Regions from separate parts of the Macaca mulatta genome. Here region 1 is linked to region 2. The links are chromatin contacts, called in public Hi-C maps. All regions are on one chromosome and are shown on one strand. Each heading gives the region's core, a stretch centred on a gene start, on an enhancer-like site or on the middle of the called end of the contact. The rest is flanking DNA. Distances are from core to core; before and after follow the strand shown.

Region 1 (3,525 bases), core at 321-2,820, 240 kb before region 2:
CCAGTGGGGCGAGCTGGCCATGCTCTGCCGCTCACCTGGGTGGAGAGTGCAGCTGGGGCCTGCCTCGTGATGAGTCACCGGCCTGCACACGCGGGATCCTGCACGGCTCCACATGCATGCTATACTTCAACAGGAATGTTTTCAAAACGCTAGCTAACAGCTCTCAGGAAAAAGGCTCCTAATTCAAAGAAGAGCTTTAACGAGTCGTATCCCTAACCTCATCAGTTACACTGTCCCATATGGCTGCTGGTGTGACCACTGGTTGCTGACGAGTCCAGAGGTGCCAATGCTAACGCTAAAACAAGAAAGATGAGGCCTTTACCCCAATGCCAACGCTCAAAGTAGTGATCTGCCCTCATGCACCCACTTCTTTGTCAGAAAAAAGCTGAGAGAAGACGTGTGGCAATTGTCTTACAAGAAGGCTGGCAGCGGTCCTTCCCTTCCCCTGACATCCTGTGGCACCAAAGCCCACAGCCCTAAGTGGAAACACATTCATTCTGCTGGTGTCTTTTGGCGGTGGTGGTAGAAGGGGTGCCCCTGGTAAAATTAGCTGGGCATGTGGCAGACTTCTGAGCCGAAAAGAGGCTCGAAGTAGGGCCAGGATTGTTTTGAGACAACTTCTGAAACACAGAATATGCTGTTTCTCTTCTCCTCACTCCACAGGCTGGCCTTCCAATGCATTTAGGACCCTGCTTTTGAGGCATCCAAGTGGGAGAGCCTCTGTTCATGACAAAAGGGAACCTCCCACCAGCCTGAGGGTGGGACGCTGAGGACCCCAGTGCTCTGCCTCCAGGCTGCTGTCGTAGTGTGACACAGCAACTTCTGAGCCGGAAGGAGAAGCCCGATCCTAATTGGGGGAAGCTATTTGCTTAGACAACTTTCTACACTTAAAATATTACACCTTAAACAACACACTGGACTAAGAAATCTTGATCATGTCCAGGCTTTTAACACCCTCCTCCCCCAAGGAACAAGAAAACACAGCAGCGAAAACAAAGAGGCTGCCCTGAAAAGGTTGCAGTGGTGGATGATGCTGGCAGAATCAGAAAGGAAGCTAAGAGAAACAGGCACGTCCTCAGCCGGGGCTCGTGTGTCCTGACACTGCAGCAGGCACGGGATGTGGGCTGTCCCCTCCAGCACGGTGCGGGGGGGTGCTGGGGTATCCAAAGAGCAAAAGTAGACCTCGGACCCCAAAACAACTGCGTCTGGCCGAGGGGAGTGGGCAGAAACAGGGGCAAACGTTCCAACAGGGAGAGACCGTCTCTGGCTTATTTACAGACACCGTAAGGATGCCCAAAGACAAGAGGGAGTGTTAGTAACAGAACCCATGAAGTTCTATGGATCGGGATGCTTTAAAACAAAAACAAAAACAAAAACAAAACAACCAAAGCTCATCCAGAATTTGAGGCCCCTGCAGTAACATCCATGCTAATTGGTAAGGAAGACAAGCCTCCCCTAACAAATCGGCAATGTAATTATAAAGCCAGTCACCAGTGCTCCAGCGATATTCTGAACCTGTAACCCGATACCACTGTTTGCTGCCGGCGCCTCCTCCGGGCTCTCCCGCTGCGCACCGGCCGCGCGGGGGCCCGCAGGGCAACGCAACTTAGGCTGTTTGTGCAAGATCAGACCCTGCATTTGACGAAGACCTGCAGGAGCAATCCTGGCTTTCTTGACAGTGGAGAAGAGGGCAGGGGGCGGGGAAGCCTGAGGATACACTGAAATTCGACCAGGAAGTCAAACCCTAAGTAAATTTAAGAAACAACTTTTACTGTTTGGGGTTGTTTTCTGAAGTTCAAATTTTTTAAATCCTAGTTTCTCCTCTCAGATTTTTACATGCTTCTATTAAATTGAAGACAATTTCCAATACTGGAGGTTTGTCAAATATAATCTTTTCTCCTAGTAAAATAATTTTTAAAAATGTTGACAACTGCATTTAGTAAGCAAAATATAGTCAAATTCTGGGAGAGAATGTTTCAAATAATTATTTCTTTAAATTACGGCCTTGTTAGTACACATCTGGAAAGAAAATGGGCTTTTTAGAATATAAATGTCAATGGTATAAAATGTTTCTAATATCCTGTGTCAGTGGTTCCTCTGCCAGCTGGGAATTTTAAGTTTTAATCCCAACTCTTATGAAGCTATGGACACCAATCACCTTCTTCCAAGGACAATGAGAATGCTGTCAATTGTTTTATTTTACCTAAGGATTCTGGCTAAAAGTATGGTACACTCGATTTAAAAAAAAAAAATTAGAAAGAAAAAAGCTTTATTTGTTTTCTCAGTTTTAAGGAATTTTTTTAAAAATTTATAAAGAAAAAGGATTACTTGGGAATGGCACACTTAATTCAAGTAAAAGATTGAGTAGAATTATACAGTTTTTAACCTGAAGTTAACAAAAACATAATATGCTCTGATGCCTGGAATTTGCTTTAAAATACTCCAAAACAAACAAACAAACAAAAACCCCAAAACCTGGCCATGTAGATGAAACGAGATTTGACAAAATGTTGATACCTGCTGAGGCTGGCTGATAAGTACAAGGCAGTGCATTGTACTCTCGCTTTTACTTTTGAGTGTGTTTGGAATTTTCCATAATAAAAAGTTACAAACCACAACACGCCAATACATATTTTTAAAATTAAAACATATAAAATAAGCACAATAAATTACTCACACCCCCAATGAAAACTATTATATTAATTTGATAGGTTTTTTTTTCACACAGAAGAAAGCTATTACTGCTCATGTAAACAAGCACGCCCAATTCAAGTTGGAACTCTTTAAACTCTGCAAGACAGCACATCACATCCAGCCACGAGGGGGCGCAGCCGAGCAGCAAGGAGCGCAGAAGTCTGATTCTTCACTGCAATTTCTACCTACAGCTCTCAAAGTATATACATTTTCAAGATTGTTTTCAAATTCAGGTATCCACAGAACAATGCTAAGCAAGCTGGGAGCTTTTCCAAGGCCAAAATAAATTAAATTATGGTATGGTTCAAACTCTGGAAGTACTGTGTATAGGAAAGGTTGTTTCCCTGTATGCAAAAGTTAACACTGACGTTTCAAAAACCATGGTTAGAATCCCTGGAGGATTCCTGAAATGAGAACAAACACACAACAACAAACACACACCCAAGTCAGGAGATGTGAATGTGGGGAAGCCAACAGTTCAGAATTTCCAGTGGGGCTTCCAACATGGACTCCCAATAAAACAATGAGCCTCAATAAATTAGGCTAAGACTTTTACCAGTATAGATGCCTTTACTAAGCCTACTTGCTACTTCTTAATAACTATAAATTATCTCCATACTGAACAGATACTGCTTCAGGCAGTTATTTGGGAAAACCCTTCAGAAAAGACATTGGGGAGGGGCCATTTAATTATAAAATGTAACACAGTTAACCTTAGGGAGATAATGAAGCAAGATCATTATGTGTAACTACTTGCTGGAATTCTTTCTATTTAAATTACAAGTTCAGGTTATATGATGTTGTACGTTCAATAATAATGCTCATAATAGA
Region 2 (3,704 bases), core at 689-3,188:
ACATCCGTTGAGTCTCCTCTGAGGCCAGCAAGCCCCTTGCCTTTTGTCCTCCCTCAGTGCTCCAGCCCTCGGCTCTTGCTGCCCATCTCCATGGATGGGGTCAAGGCCCTGGGGACTTGTGGTCCTAGATCCGTCATTGAGAACAGTAGGGAGCTTTAAGGTTCATGGTTATCTCTTCCATATTCTTCAGAGTTGCACATCATTCAAGAAAGGTTTCTGGTTTTAATACTAGTTGTATCTTTCAGCATGATTTCAATGTGTTTTTGTCCTGAGGAACCCATTTCCCACCAGGGGCACAGCATGGAAGGACTCAGTGCACGGCATGTCACTAGGAATTTTTTGGTTGGGAATGGGCACATGCCCTCAGCTGGCTCACTCAGGCTGACAGGAAGGAGTTTTATTTCATGGCTGGGCAGGATGTTCTCTTTTTTCTCTGGAAGTGTTTCACTTGATATTGATCAAAAGAATGCTGGCTGAACTGTGAACAAAGCTGGCACCCAGTGAGGAAGGCAGGGCTGAGAGAAGAGCAGGACGTAGTCCTAAGAGCCTTAATCATACAATGCCTGAAGCCCACCCTATCCAGTCTACCTGTGAGGAAGCTAAGAAACTGCCTGTATTTTAAGCCTAGTTTGCCAGGGTTTCTGATCCTCAGGGTCAAAAATATTCTAACAGACTCAGTCTGCATGGTGTTAGGGTTTTGATTTTCACCCCAAGAGGAGTGGAAAGTCATTAAGAGATTTCAGCAGGGTGAGTCCAGGAAGGGGTGACCAGATCAGGTCTGCCTTTCAAAGCATGACTCTGGCTGCAGGGTGGAAATGGGTAGTGGCTGGGGTGGTTGTAGTTAGGGGGCTACTGGGCTAGCTCTGGGGAGAAGTTGTAGAGAAGGACAGAGGGGAACAGATCTGGAAGTTTTTAAGGAAGTTAATAAGGTTGATGAGCCTTGATGGTTTGTGGTGATGGGGACTGGGGTGACCTCTAGGCTGATGTCTGGCTCAACTGGATAAATAGGGGTGCTACCCACTATGACAGGAATATGGTTGACAGGAAGAGATGGAACACCTAAAGTGTCAGGTTCCTGGAGGGACTGGCCTTAGGTGGGAGTGGCGACAGCTAACATTAGTTTAGTGCTAGCTGTGAACCAACTGTGGCCCAAAGTGCTGTACATGTACGTGTAAATTAACACAATGACCACCTTACGCCCATTTTACTGATGAGAAAACTGAGGCACCGAGAGGTTAAGTAATTTGCCCAAGGTCGCACAACTGATTAGGAAATGGGAGTTGAATCCAAGCAGTTTGTCCCCATGAGGTTCCCAAGAAATATATGTGCTAAGAAGGCTCTAATGAGCATGTAATGTCTGTGACACTGTTATCTGGGACTTGGGCCCCCAACTCCAGTGCAAAGAAAACTCTGGGAAGCTAGATTTTGATTCCCAGAACAGCCTCCCTTTTCTAAGTCAGTTAGGCCTAAATGGCTTCTGACGAAGCAGCCTAGGAGGCATGCTCAGTTTCATAGCCGCCACCCCAACTTGAGTCTCCAATCTTGCCACCGTGATCTGGGCAGCCTGGCCTAATGGATCCCCAGCAGGGCCAGGGTGAGAAGCTGTGCGTTTCCTATGTGCCAATGCTGCTGCTTCAGCCCGCTGCCAGGAGGGGGGAAGGCAGCACGTCCACACAGAAAGGGAGACAGGGATGGGCTGGCTCAGAAGGAAGCATCTGCCTATGCCAGGGTCATCTAGAAAGAGGAGAGAGAAGACAGAGCCACCTGCATGGGCTTCACCTCCTTGGAAAACACCACCGCTAGAAAGTGTGGCCTGGTCTCTTGCTGAAACCATCCTCACAGGGTTAACAAAAATGACATGCCAGGTTCTGACAGAAATATAATTAAGCATTAATCAGGCAGCACTTGGCACACTTCCTCGTAGCTGCTTGCTAAATAAAAGTCACACATGACCATTTGCATTCCCATTGTCCTTATGGATAGGATCTCTGACGTTAGCATCATAAGGTTTTCGTTTAAGGATTGCTTAAGATGTTTTTCAGATCCTGAATTCCACTGGAATGGCTGACGCCAACCAATCTGAAGGCCCCTACAGAGGAACCAAATTGGCGTGAGAATGTAGTTTCATCCCCCCTTCCCATGGCTTCACCCTGCACTCTTTGACGGAGGAATGATCCCCACATCTCAGCCCCACACTCACCCAGACCCTTCAAATCTCTAGCCCCAACTCCTCAGGGAGGCAGATTTGAAGTTTGCTCTCATCGCCTCATTTGGCTGCTTTATGAATAACCCTCTTTCTGTGCGGCACCTCGGTGTCTTGGTGTCATCACTTTCCACACATCGGGCAACGAACCTGGTATGGTGATGTTGCCTGGAGCCAGATCAGCTCTCATCTGTAGCTATAGAGATTTAAGTTTTCAGCACGGCTAGTCTTGTCAACACACAGTGCTAACCAACGTCCTCAACAACATGCTTCCACTGGACACAAAGAAGAGCTTCCTAGCACACTATCCTAGAACATCCTTCCGAGTAGGTGACTCCGAGTCAATGCAGCACTAAGGCTACAGAAGCGAGGGGAGGAGCTGTGTCTACCACTCATCTTTCTTATCACTCTCATCAAATGCATTTCACACTTACACTGTAAAAAAAGTCATGTGAATGTGGTCACTTTCTGTCTCTCAAAATATCTTACTGTGTGTAACGCTTCTGAACCTCAGTTGACCACGGGTAACTGCAACCGTGGAAATCGAAACTGCAGATAAAGGGATATGGATTCTTGCCTCATCTCCCACTACTGGATTGTCAATTCCTTGAAGGCAGGGACCATGCCATTTATTTGTTATGGCCACTGCTCCCAGCACAGTGCTTGGCACTTTGGGCACCTTGTGAAACTGACCAAAGTCCCTATTTGTTCAGAAGCCGCCTGGTCACGAGCCAGATAAATCCAAAGTGTCTTCAGGCAGAAGGAGAGGTTTAAGAGACACAGATGCATTGACAGCTCTATTGCATAGGAAAGAGTTGAAATGATTTCAAAGATTTGTTGAGCATTTCTTATATGCAGCATGCAGGCTGTGGCGCTGGGACACACAAAGATAAACTCCTATCTCTTGCCCTCCAGGGCCCCACCCTTGAAGGGGAGATACGTGTACTGCTGGCTGCCACGCAGTGGACCAGGCAGGTATTGATGAGTATGGACAAAGGATATGACACTTGAGTGGGCTTTAAAGTGCGATAAATAGAATTATCATAACATAAAATTAGCACTTTAAAGTGTATACCTGGGCCAGGCACGGTAGTTCATGCCTGTAGTCCCAGCACTTTGGGAAGCTGAGGCAGGAGGATGGCTTGAGCCCAGGAGTTCCAGACAAGCTTGGGCAACATGGCGAGACCCCCATCTCTTCAAAAATAAGAATTAAAAAAATTAGTCAGGCATGGTGGTGCATGCCTGTGGTCTTGGGAGGCTGAGGCAGGAGGATCACTTGAGCTTGGGAGGTTGAGGCTGCAGTGACCTGTGTTGATGCCACTGCACTCCAGCCTGGGCAACAGAGTGAGACACTGTCTTAAATTAATTAATTAATTAAAGTGTGTAACTCAGTGGTTTTTAGTATATTCGCAATGTTGTACAACCATTATCACTATCTAATTCCAGAATATTTTTATCTGAGACAAAAGTGGAGAGGTGTGGCAATGCCTGGCCCCCCGAG

The links. A called contact is a pair of places that touch in the nucleus more often than the background predicts.
Region 1: a Hi-C map of fetal cortex germinal zone shows a contact between it and region 2, with 3 times the contacts expected there. The contact joins two enhancer-like sites. A contact is called at or near these places in 4 of 14 Hi-C or Micro-C datasets (blood, fetal cortex germinal zone, fetal cortical plate and 1 more).

What each region holds. Positions count from the first base shown.
Region 1 is chr13:60,084,201-60,087,725 of T2T-MMU8v2.0, reverse strand. The region is part of intron 1 of SERTAD2 (SERTA domain containing 2); the gene reads right to left. Among named protein-coding and RNA genes, the nearest start is that of SERTAD2, 8.4 kb to the right of the region's middle. Within about 2 kb of position 1,570, at least 17 of the 40 cell types and tissues checked have an H3K27ac peak or open chromatin away from gene starts, as enhancers often do. A contact at or near this core is called in blood and fetal cortex germinal zone, where this site is marked.
Region 2 is chr13:59,845,000-59,848,703 of T2T-MMU8v2.0, reverse strand. No RefSeq gene overlaps it. Among named protein-coding and RNA genes, the nearest start is that of SLC1A4, 110 kb to the right of the region's middle. Within about 2 kb of position 1,938, at least 6 of the 40 cell types and tissues checked have an H3K27ac peak or open chromatin away from gene starts, as enhancers often do. A contact at or near this core is called in blood and fetal cortex germinal zone, where this site is marked.